2 separate regions of the Mus musculus genome follow, and region 2 is linked to region 1. A link is a contact called in public targeted proximity ligation data. All regions are on one chromosome and are shown on one strand. The core of a region is the stretch at or near the end of the contact, and the rest is flanking DNA. Distances in the headings are between cores, read along the strand shown.

Evidence for each region.
Region 2: a contact with region 1 is called in a targeted proximity ligation map of bone marrow-derived macrophages, with 5 times the contacts expected there. A contact is called at or near these places in 2 of 39 promoter capture datasets (cranial neural crest and maxillary cranial neural crest), 1 of 130 datasets of targeted methods (bone marrow-derived macrophages) and 2 of 9 other capture datasets (adipose tissue and liver).

The regions. Positions count from the first base shown.
Region 1 is chr19:11,089,978-11,096,626 of GRCm38.p6, reverse strand. It overlaps the pseudogene Gm336. Among named protein-coding and RNA genes, the nearest start is that of Ms4a8a, 12 kb to the right of the region's middle.
Region 2 is chr19:11,408,435-11,415,083 of GRCm38.p6, reverse strand. Ms4a4c (membrane-spanning 4-domains, subfamily A, member 4C) reads right to left here. Exons shown (of 7, transcript NM_029499.3): 2 at 133-292. The coding sequence starts at 267. Among named protein-coding and RNA genes, the nearest start is that of Ms4a4c, 4.1 kb to the right of the region's middle.

The DNA of each region.
Region 1 (6,649 bases), core at 3,082-5,581:
GCAGAGAGTTCTACATTCAGAGCTACACACAACAGGAAGAGAGCCAGCAGGGCCTTGCTTGGGCTTTTGAAACCTCAATGCCCACCCCCACCCCCAGAGACACACTTCCTTCAACAAGACCACACCTCTTAATCCTTTCAAATAGTGCCAATCCCTAAGAATTCAAATATATTAGGGATATTCTTATTCAAACAGCCACACTCACTATAGATTACCAGCCTTCTCTACCCCTAAGATTGGGGGCATGCCAGGAAGTCAAAGTGACTGCTCATATTTATCTCCATTTGTGGAAAACATTATAAACAAAGGAACCCTTTCATCACAAAGAAGAATATACCAGCTTTGGAAGAGGCATAGTGCTGCTGTAGTGAAAACAAGACTCTAAGATAGTCTGTGCTACTGCTATCTTGCAGAGTGGTCCCCAGCCCATAGGGTAGAAAGGAGGGCTACATGATAGTTTGTCACTAAAAGAGCTTAGTATAGCTACTATCTAACCCATGGCAATTCATAAGCACTCTAGTATCATTTATTAGCTCTCTCTATTGTAACCATGGTGATTCAGGAGGCCAAAAGGAATAGTTCCTATTTCCCAATACTGGTGACCAGAGCCCATCTCTAGAAGCTAAAAGTGAGATCACTTTCAATATATATTTTTATTAAGCCATAAAAAGTTCCTGAAAGCTCTCTGTAAGACATTGTGATGCACTTGTGTCCCTCAATAAGAAAACAGATGTTGACATTTTAGTACCCAGTACTTCAAAATACTACTTTATTTAGAAATAAAGTCTGGGGCCAGCAAGATCAAGGTGCCTAATGCCAAGTCTGGCTATCTGAGTTTGATTCTTGTGACCCACAGGACAGAATGAAAGAACTTCTACAAGTTGTCCCCTGACCTCTCCATGTGTACAGTAGCATGCACATTAATATACAAACAATAAATAAATAACTTTTGTTTTTGAGACAGTCTCACTGTGTAGTCCTAGTTGGCCTGGAACTTAGTATGTAAAAACAGGCCAGCCTTATATTCACAGTAATCTACCTGCTTCCACGCTCCGAGCACTGGGATTAGAGGTGTGTGCCTCCATGCCCAGCAAAGAATTTTAATAGACATACAATCTTTATGGAGGGAGTGAAGTAAAATTGCTATAAGGGTGGGGCCTAGTCCAGTCCAGCTTTCCTCTTATAAAAGTGAGGATTTGGACAGAGTCAGGCAAACAGAGAAGGGAGGTAATAGATGTAAAGGGAAAGGACCTATGGAAAGGCAAGGACTGGAGTGAGGCCTCTATTAGTCAAATGCCAAAATCAGCAGAAAACCATCAACATTGTAGAACGGGATCTTCTCACAGAATGGCCAACTTTTGAAAATTGCAGCATGGCATTGCTGTCTACAAACACATTGGACCAAATTCATAGCTATCCTGGGATACATATGGCCTACAGGACACTCTGACAACAGTTCCCAGAAGGAGTCTGACTCTGATAACATCTTGATCTAGAACAGTGAGACAGTATATTTCCACTGCTGTTGGTCACCCAGTCTGTGGCCTCTTCTAGAAGCCAGTCACACACTTTTCCACTCCAAGCTGCATTGTGTTTGCTCTAGAGTTTGGCCAGGTGTTTACAAATGGAGATTACCCTCTTACCTGGATATCCCACAGTGGGAAAGTGGCATTTGAATGATCCTACTCTCCAAAGTCGGATGAGAGGAGGATCTGTAAAGGTTGTAGGTGCTGTGGGAGAATGTCATTTCCCGTTGTTAGGCTTTGAGACAGAGGTGAGGTTTGCTGGCCAGCTCTAGAACAGTCATGACAAGGTTCATGGATTTCAAGGCATTGTTGTCCAGTCATTCAGGGAGGCCCATGGGCCAGCTTGAAACTCAGAGTTTACAGGAAGCAAAAGGACTCCCTCTTACCTTCAGGTGCTGCTATGGAGTGCTGGTGGAAGATGAGCCCAGAAGCCTTGGGTTTCCTGAGAATCAGTGTGGCATGTGGAACAAAGCATGCCAAAGCATTTCATCAAAATACTGCTGTGGTAGGTCAGTACCAAGATGGAGCAAGTTGCTAAAAGTACCACCAGTGCCATTAACAACCATTTACATTGAGGAGGCTCTTTAATATTCAGCCCTTGGAAGCCTCCAGAATTCTGCCTAGATTGAGATATACAGTCTACAGAAAGAAGACCATACTCTGACCTAAGAAATAGTTCATATGTGTGTGCATATGTGTATGTACTCTTGTGCACGTATACATATATATGCACAAGGATGTGCAGGCCAAAGGGCAGTATCAGGTGTCATTCCTAAGATTCTATACACCGTGTTTTTTGATACAGAATATCTTACTGGTCTGGACCTGCCCAGACATGCTCAGCTCACTGGCTGGTAGGCTCAGGGGATCTATCTGTCTCTCCCTTCAAACAGCTGAGATTACAAGCACATACCACCACAGTTCGTTTTCAGCATGGGTTCTGTGATTTGAACTCAGATCCTCACCAACTGAGCTATCTCTCCAATCCCACGGGAGCTCACTTATCTTCATTTAACCCTTTAAAAAACAACAATTATTGTTTTTAAAAAATATTCATATTTTTCATTTAACATGCATATTTAATATTTTATAACAACAAAAGCTATTGTGAATACTACATATGTAAGTTATGTGTTTGGAGTTTGCCTTGTTATTTCTCAGTTTTACTGTGGTACTATCTCCAGGATCTATCACACAATGCCTCCAAAGACTATCACATATATAGTCAGCAAATTCTCTATTCCTGAAAATGTTTAGCAGAAATGTGAGCATCCTTGAAGGAAGTTGTGGTTTGAACATGACTTGTTTCTATGGGTTCATGTGTTGAAGACTTGATTGGTCATCCATCTCCTTGTTTCTCCATGCTTCCTGGACACCAGGAAATGGACAGTCTTTCTTACACATGTTCACTGCCACAGTGTTCAGCCTCACCTCAAATCTAAACCAGTAATATTTGCTGGCAATGATTTGAATACCTCCACCTCTCCTGAGGCTTCTCTCACCTCAAAGTTTCTGTCCCTTCAAGACAGTTAGCACCATTTCCAGGAAGTCAATAAAAAGAGAAAATCCCAACCTGAATCATAGCTGGTTCCTGAAACCCACATGACCTAAGGCCCAATTCTTACACTTCTTATTACTTCCCTCAGCACAAGGGATTGATGTCATTCATCTTTCTTAAAGGATGTTGCGCTATTTTATGGAGATATGCACATTACAGGAAATCTTCCCTTTAAAAAGGAAATGCACAAGAATATCAAGAAGAAAAATGTGTTTAATTTAAAAAAAAAGATCCTGCTAGACATTAAAGCATAATAAAGAATAATGAAAATATCATAGAAGTCACTCCTACATAGACAAGCAGGCCAGTTGTATAGAAGAAAAAAATTCACACAGAAATCGAGCTTTTAACTAAAGTGGCATTTCAGTGCACTGCAGTACAAATGAGTTGACAAAATTTCTAGAATATCCAAGTAGACTTTTGGAAAAGTATAAAATTATACTTAAACAGCTTATGCAATATTCAAGAATGAACTCATACAAGAAAATCAAGATGTAAAAATGAAAACTAGAGCTACAGATGTAGCTCAAGGAAAACACTTCCTCCAACATTTGTGAGGCCCTTGGTTTATTACCAGCACCACAGTTAAAAGGAAGAAGTAAAACAGCAAAATCACTAGAAAAAAACAAACATCAAGTTCCAGTTAATTGTGGGTTTCATGAAACACAGCTGAAGGAGACCAAGGAGAGACAAACTGGAAAAGAAGAAGTCCAAGTATTGCTATTTGCAGATTATATGATAATTTACATAAACAATCCCAAAAATTCTACCAGAAAACTCCTCCAGGTGATAAACATTTTCAGCAAAGTGGCTGGATACATAATTAACTCAAAAAAAAAAGTCAGTAGCCCTTCTACATGCAATCGACAAACAGAATAAAAAAAAGAAATCAAGGAAATAACAACCTTCACAATAGCCAAAAATAATATAAAATATCTTGAGGAAATTCTAACCAAACAAGTGAAAGACTTGTATGATTAAAAACTTCAAATTTTTGAAGGAAGAAATTGAAGAAGATCTCAGAAGATGAAAAGATCTGGCGCTCGCCCGCCGAGCCCAACCGCGCTCCCGCCTCCAGGTGCGGCGCGGGGTCCGCCCGCTCGACGCCGGGGACAGCGCCCCACGGGGACGAGCCGGCGCTGCGCTGCCGGGGCTCGCGGGCCGCGTGCGAGCGAGGCGAGTCCCCGGGGTGCGCTGGCCGCGGTCCGGTCCTGGATGCGAGAACGCAGCGCTTCGGGACGCGTGGAGTGCTCAGGCGGCTCTGGATTGTGTCGCTCGGATTGCGCGTCCCGCGAGTGGGCGTCGGAAGAGAAACCAAAGGCGGTTTGAGCACATGAACAGAAAATAACATTCTAAAGACTTTGTCAGAAGTGATAGGGAGGAAAAAAACCCATAAGAAGTACTTCCTTGTGTGTGTGTCTCATGGTGCAGCTTTTAACACTCACATAGTAATGAAGCCACCATTATGTCCTCAGTCAGCGAAGTAAATGCGGACATCAGAGATTTCCTGATGAGCATCAATTTGGAGCAGTACCTCTTACATTTCCGTGAATTCGGTTTTTATACCGTGAGGGACTGCACGTCGATAAATGACAGCGTACTCCATCAGATTGGAATATCACCTACTGGACACCGTAGGAGGATACTGAAACAGTTACAAATGATCTTTTCAAAAATGCAAGACTTCCCCATATATGCAAATGTGCATAAGGCAAAGAACGGCAGCACCACAAAAGAGCAACAACACAGTGATCCATCTTCCAGCAGCCACACCGGCATAGAGTGTTCCGATTCCGTTACTGTCCATAGACCTGGCCCGGCACCATCAGAGATGGTTACAACCAGTACCCTTAGTGAAGGAAACTGTCAGTCTCCGAAATCACATGATAAGCTATGTCTTTCTTCACATGACCTGCCCTGTCCAGAAGAAGAACTACACCAGAACGTGGATTCTTCGAAAGATTCTTTATTTGGTGGTGTAAATGTCAAAATAGATCCTTTGATTACCAAGAGGGCTGTGGAGTACACAGCTGGAGAAGAACACACAGAAAAAGGCAATTTGACCTCAGAAGATTACAGCAAGGCACTTAGTACAAACACTGAATGTCTTCCCTCTGGGGACTGTCCAACATCAGGCACACATTCTGGAAACGGGACGAATGGCGTATTAGAAAGCTTCCCGCCAACCCCGTTCTTTCAGTTTCAGGGCGAGATGGTTGTGAATGAACTGTACGTTCCGTCCTCACCAGTCCACGGCCCCATGAGAAGCCGGAGCAAGTTGGTTTCCAGACCTTCTCGATCATTTCTACTGAGACATCGCTCTGTACCAGAGATCCCAGGGTCAACAAAATCAATCCCAGGGAGCTATTTCCGTGACAGAAGAAGTAATACTACCTCAGCTGGAAAGTCTTTGACACTGAAAAATTCAAATGAGGATAATTCAACTTCCATCTTTCCTTATGGAGAGACATTTCTCTTCCAGAGACTAGAAAGTTCCAAGAAGCGATCTATAAAGAATGAGTTTTGGCCGCATGAGAACACAGTTAAAGAGGAAGCAGCCACTACAAGAAACTCTATCCTAACCCAGTCAAGCATATATGATAACAGGAAGGAAAAAGTGAGTGAAGACAAAGTCGAAGACATTTGGATACCCCGCGAGGATAAAAATAACCTTGCACAGGATTCGGCCTCTGAGTCAGAATACTCCACAGTAGAGGAATGCTTCCAGAGTTTAAGAAGAAAAAATTCCAAAGCGTCCAAGTCTAGGACTCAAAAAGCCTTCTACTTGGACCCCTTCAATAGGCACAGTTATCCTTTAAGCTCCATGAGTGGAAATACTGAACCGTCATCAACCATCTCAAATGCCATCTCTCCCTATGCCTGCTTCTATGGATCTTCAGCAGCCAAGGAGAAATGTGGATGGCTGGACAAACTCTCTCCTCAAGGGTATGGACAGATGCATTTTGTTTACTAAGTAGCCATTTTGATAGAGTAAAGATTGTTCTTTACTAAATCTGCCAGTGTTCTGTACCCTCTGCAATCCCCAAGATACTTTTTTTTTAGAATTAATTTTTTATTGGGTATTTTCCTCATTTACATTTCCAATGCTATCCAAAAAGTCCCCAATACACCCCCCCCCACTCCCCTACCCACCCACTCCCACTTTTTGGCCCTGGCGTTCCCCTGTACTGGGGCATATAGAGTTTGCAAGTCCATTGGACCTCTCTTTCCAGTGATGGCCGATTAGGCCATCTTTTGATACATATGCAGCTAGAGTCAAGAGCTCTGGGGGTACTGGTTAGTTCATATTGTTGTTCCACCTATAGAGTTGCAGATTCCCTTTAGCTCCTTGGGTACTTTCTCTAGCTCCTCCATTGGGGGCCCTGTGATCCATCCAATAGCTGACTGTGAGCATCCACTTCTGTGTTTGCTAGGCCCCGGCATTGTCTCACAAGAGACAGCTATATCTGGGTCCTTTCAGCAAAATCTTGCTAGTGTGTGCAATGGTGTCAGTGTTTGGAGGCTGATTATGGGATGGATCCCCGGATATGGCAGTCTCTAGATG
Region 2 (6,649 bases), core at 1,999-4,498, 320 kb before region 1:
AATGCTTTTGCCCTTGGGATTTATTGAGGTACCAAGAAGATAGTGAGAGAGGTCATTGAATGTCTGCATTGTTTTAAAAACCATGTGCATATTTACAAAATCATTCTCCCCTGAGATCCAAAGATGTCTTACCCCAAGGACTTTGGGTTCCCCCTTCAAGAATTTCTCCTTGTTCTCGTTCCACATTTGTGATTTCATAACAGAATTCTCTGAAGGTGGAGCACCTCCAGGAACCACTGCCATGGTGGTCTGTTCCTGTCCTTGCATGGTTTCCAGGGCAGCAGAAACAGTACTGAAATAAGAATGAAGTTGTGGATGAAGTTCTGGAAATAATTCAATGCCAGGTTCCCACTTAAGGGTAAACTCCAAGTAAAATCTTCCTATGTTATAATAATAATAATAATAATAATAATAATAATAATAATAAGCTTAGATAAGATAGAAAAACAGTTTTAATCTCTTGGTAAGGGAAGGTCTCCCAATTCTATTTCCAATTTTATTTTAAATGCTCACACTTTTTTCTTTATATATTGACAAATACTTTGGACTTCACTTTTCAAGTTAGTAGTTGGAGCATTTGTGCATGTTGACTTCATCTTCAGGAGGTGCACCCCATGTCACCATCAGCTCCCACAAAAAAAAAAAAAAAAAAAAAAAAAAAAAACTCACATCTGTGCAATCTCCTCATAGAGTCTCTGGCTTCCGGCAGATACAACTCCCCTCTGCCTGTGAACTACTCAACCAACCTGCAGTGCAAGAAGTTAAGCAGTCTCTGGTACTTTCCTCTAGTGAGAATTGTGGTCTTTAAAAACCCAGGTAGTTATGATATGTGAATGTTTTTTGTTTTAATCCAAGGTGTGGGATATGGGGCAGCTTCAGATTGGCCACAGCTGATAACTAGGAAGGTGTGGTACTGTAAGAGTGGCATGATTTTTGCCAACTGCAAATGTTTGTACTTAAGAGAGTATGAATGTGAGAGTCCAGAGCCCTGAGCAAGCCTGTGATGGCTGCTGGTCACCTGCTGCTGCTAGCTCCTGCTGTTGCCTTTGCTGCTTTTGCTATTGCTGGATTGCCGGTTGCTGATTAGAGATATTCTGATGATGGAGATTGGATTTGCCCTCAGGAACTTGATTCCCCTAAGCAGTAGGAAGTTGCCTAATGAGATGTCAATGTCCTTTCCCCTCTAAACTTCCTTCTCGTCTATCTAGTATTGGGCTTTTGCAAGTGATTAGGGTAGAATTGGGGCAGGGAAGGATGGTAGATATAAGACCCCAATAAAGTAGCAAAAACATTTGCCTACACTTCCTTTTCATGTTCCAGAAGGCAAAGGTATTCTTAAGAGGGTCCAAGGTGAAGGGTTGAGTCCAGTGAAATGCACAACTTACTCATTTGGTACAAAGAACCTTTGCCATGCCCCTCAGAAATGCCTTCAGACCTCTGTGATGTGCTGAACTCCTGGGTTGTCTATTTATTCCCTGTTGGGTCACACTTACTAAGAGCAAGCATAAAGATGGGAATCTAAAGGGGAGCAAGACTCTCTTTTGTCAAACTAGAAATAGAAACAAACAACAAACAAGCCTACATCTCAACAGTTTTTGGTAATTGACGGTGATACAAAAATGAAGTCTGAGCAGAGAAAAACCTTTGCCTTCAAGGTCCAATAATCTGAGGGATTGAGAGATGGCTCGGTGTTTAAGAGTACTTGAGGCTCTTCCAGAGGACCCAGGTTTAATTCCTAGCTCCTATATGGCAGCTCATATCCACCTGTACCTAAAATTGTAGGGCATTAAACACCTTCTCTGGTCTCTTTGAGCAACAAATATGTGTGCAGCATACAGACATGCATGCAGACAAAACACCTATACACATAAAAGATTGAATAATTTGAAGTTTTTTTCATAGCTTTCATTAAGATGGGAATTCCTGTTTACTGACATTCTTTGGATCATTCTGAATTCATCAGGGCAAAAGTTCATTGGGCACAATTGCTACCAAGCATCTTTCTGATCTTCACACTGCTAAGTGTTTTCTCATTGCCCTCCATTAATGAACATCTATATCAGAGGCTTCAGCTCTTGGCCTTTGAGTCCTACTTCAGGTCACAGTTCATCCCAAGAGCAGTGTAATCATGTCAGACTGAATGTTCAACCCCCATCATTGGAATTTCCACCAAATTCTGCATGGAGCAGACACTGTCTGAACTCATGGATTATGAAAATAATATGTAGGTGACAAAGATTAGTATTATTGAAGTTTATTAAGCATATGTGAAAAGATTGGTCAATAACATAAATTATTTCACTTTCAGGTGTTTGGTACCCTGAGTATAAAAAAATTGAAACAACTTCACACAGTGCTCAACTGAAGCCTTCTTAAAGCCTTTATCTTTTCTTTTGATTTTTGTTTAAAACTATTATTTATTTATTTATTATTTTAAATTTTAATTAATTTAAAATTTTATTATTTTAAAATTTATTTTTGATATTATACTTGAGTAGTGTATTTATATCATTTCCATCTCACCCTATCTTCTCTCGAACTTTTCTCATGATCTCCTACTTTCTTTATACTCATGACTCTTTCCCTTTAATTGTTATTGTTAAATATTCATATGATTTTACACACACACACACACAATGTTGGGTCCATCTAAGGTTGCTTGTATGTAAATATGTTTAGAAATGACCACTTAGACCTGGATAACCCATAAGGGAGCTTCTTGCTGGAGGAGTTAGTAATTGCCTGCAGTTTTCATCTGAGGGTGAACACCCAAGATCTTCTCAAGGGTACAACAGTGGCACTTGTTATGTTGAGGGCAGCTAAGAGATGTCTAATGGCCTTAAAGACACAATAGGAGAAAACCCATGCCTGGTATTGTAAAGATAGCCAACTACCTGTGACTGGTGAGGTCATGGACACTGGAGGAGAAACTTTAACAAGCCTTTGTCTTTTCCTTGTCCTTATCCTTTGCACCAAAATTGCCTCCCACCGTACAGTTAAATGTGCACTCAACCCAAGGTCAAAAGACTATTGTATGTAGTGAAAGGTGACCTCATTTTTTCTCATTTCACCTAGATGTCCCATATTCATCCAGTAAATTAAAAGCCATCATGTTGAAGCCTAGGAAGGCAAATTCCTGCACCTACCTACTTCCACAATGCCTGTCCTCTGTGAGAGAAGGGCCAAGCTCTGGAAAGGCACCCCAGAGTCTTTGCTCAGAGCCAGTGGCCACCCCACACTTGGTACCTTGCTCTGCTTAAATTTGCATAATTCTTCTAACACCTTTCTAAATCATAAAGGCTGTGATATGAATCTCTGAAAAAACACAACCACTTCCTATTTTTCTGTAAAAACTGTTAACTGACTTTCGATTCCTCCTCTAAGGCATATATATATATTGTGAAATATACTCAAAAGGAGTGGCTCCCATCAACTGAGTTTTTATTCCACAAGAAAATAATATCACTTACTGTGATGATAAATTTGGATATTTCCATTTCATAAAACTCCACCAAAGAATATAAACAAAATAGTATGATATATAAAAATGTTGTATGATGAATTTTTGTTAGTTATATACTGATAAAAAGAAAAACATAACTGAACAGAGTAGACATCCAAAATATAACAAATGTACAATATTAAAGATTTAATACACTCAGACTAATGTCATTTAGATGGCCTTTTCAAATCTGTTTGAAAAAATTCACACATTGTAGTTACATGTGTTTTCCTAGAGACATGTGTTTTTCTTTTTCTTTTCTTTTTTTTATTAGATCTTTTCTTTATTTACATTTCACATGTTATCCCCTTTCCTGGTTTCTCTTCCAAAAACCCCCTATCTCATCCCCCTCCCCCTGCTTGCCAATCCACCCATGCCTGCTTACCTGTCCTGGCATCCCCCTATACTGGGGCACTGAGCCAGTATATATAATAGTATACAAGACCAAGGTCCTCTCCACCCACTGATGTCCAACAAGGACATCCTCTGCTACATATGTAGCTGAAGCCATGGGTTCCTCCATGTGTACTCTTTGGTTGGTGGTTTAGTCCCTGAGAGCACTGGGGGTGGGGTACTGGTTGGTTCATATTGTTGTTTCTCCTATGGGGCTGCAAACCCCTTCAGCTCCTTCAGTCCTTTCTCTAGCTCCTCCATTGGGGATCTTTTGCTCAGTCCAATAGTTGGCTGAGAGCATCTACCTCTGTATTTGTCAGGCAATGGAAGAGTCTCAGACTGCCCCACCTGGGGATTGATGCCATATACAGTTAACAAACCCAGACACTATTATGGATGATATGTGTTTTTCTAGAAAACTGTGTGCATAGATTTTAAATGTTTGTGTGTACAGGAAACTCTTCCATCAGAGACTAATCATGAATTTATCATTGTTACACAACAACAATGAATACAGTGCTTTTCTGGGTCTAAGAAGCATCTAAAAGCTTATTCTCTAAGACAAACTTAACCACAGTCATTTCTTTCATTATCTCATTAGTCCAATGAACCTAAGATGCCTCACATAAAATCAAAACCACTTTCACATTACTTTGATAAAATATTTGATGTTGGGGAGATTTATTTAACATATGTTGAAGGGGTATTTAACATTATTTGGTGGCATAACAAAAGACATGACCACAGACGTTGACAGCTCTACTTAAGGTTATCTGGCTAAGTCACAAACTAAGACAGGTAATACTGGAAATGAGAGAGGTTACTGTTGCCTGGTGAAATAGAAACTGTGAGCAAGGCCCAAGGTTTTCTTGATACCACAATTTATCCCCATATAAACTAACCAGGGTCACATAACACTACTGGAATCCATTCTAAGAGCAAGACTTCCACTTACCTAACCATGTGCCTAGGGTCGTGGTTCTCAACATTCCTAATGTCACAAAACTTTAATAGAGTTCCTTATGTTGTGGTGACCCTTCCCCAACCATAAAATTACTTTCTTTCTTCTTCATAAATGCAATTTTGCTATTGTTATAAGTCATAATGTAAATAACAATGTTTTCTTTTTTTTTTTTGAATTTTAGGATGATTTTTTTTAATTAGGTATTTTCCTCGTTTACATTTTCAATGCTATCCCAAAGGTCCCCCATACCCACCCCCCCAATCCCCTACCCACCCACTCCCCCTTTTTGGCCCTGGTGTTCCCCTGTACTGGGGCATATAAAGTTTGCAAGTCCAATGGGCCTCTCTTTGCAGTGATGGCCAACTAGGCCATCTTTTGATACATATGCAGCTAGAGACAAGAGCTCCGGGGGTGACTCCTGTGAGAAGGTCATTTAACCCCTAAAGGGGTCTCATCCCAAAGGTTGAGAACTGCTGTCTTATAGGTACTGCTACTTCAGCATTTATATGTTAGAAGCAAAGTCTCTATCATATGATCCCTTGGGGGATAAAATTTCATTTGTCTTACTCAATACACATTTCTTAGGTTAAGTTTACATTAATGAATCATAGTACAGGCCACAGATAAAATAAATGTTTCATAAACTTTCCTCTCCAAGGAGTTTGATAAATTCAAAAATTCAGGAACAAATTCAGGGAAATCCTAGGAAATTCAGTGAACTGATAAGGAAGCCTGCCATTAGAATCTTGGACAATCTGTTCTCTGCCTGGTAAAGCAGAGCCTCCGGAGAGCTCAGAGGTCACCAGTGACCCCAAACATTGGAATGAAGAGGAGATTCATGGAGATGGGAGCATCTGAAAGGAGAGCTGATGAGTGAGCAAAGCAAAGCCATCACAATGGAGGAGAGTGAGATGATGGAGGGACACCTGTGCATCTAATCAAGTAGTAACCTCATCCCAACTGGATTTGTGAAAGGCCTTCAGGGGCAGGAATGTGGGTTGGGTACAATGCAGTAGCTTTGGTTCTAGATAATGCAGAACTGCAGGATCTGTGTAGCTTCTTCAGCCATGATAGCAGTAAGTGAAGCTGCCTTAGAAGTCCACTGTAGGAAGCACCCATAGGAGCAGTGGCAACATTGATAACTGGGTACCCAATAGTGCTTTGTGATTCTATTCTTCTTGGTTTTCTCTACACTGCTGACACTAGATAAGGGATCCTTCTTTGTTGAGATCCAGCAACACACACAAGCAGCCACTGCAGTGCTGGCTTCCAAAGTACAGGTTCCCAGAAAACAAATAACATGAAAATAATTATAAACCACAGGGCACCAGCTGGGGGGATTAACTCCGATAGGAAGAGCATGCACAGGTATGGGGCACACTGAACAGTTCCACAAGATATCACAAGGAGTGTTGAGGGCTGAAACTGAAAATGGCCTTTTGAGGGAAAGTGAAACTGAATGCTTAGGGTACTTAGTAAATGAAGCAAATTTCAACAAGCTCCAACAACTTCACACATTACATATATACAAACATACATATATACATAAATTCATACATACATTCATACATGATACATACATTCATACATACATACATATGGTAGATGGAACAAAGCTCCAACATACCATACACACACACACACACACACACACACACACACACACACTGGTAAATTACCTGAATAATTCCATGTTTCCCATCCAATGATATCAAGATCCAGGGTCATTGTTGAATGGTGTTTCAACAACTTAGATTCAAGTTGACTCTACACCCAGTTGGGTCAAGAAC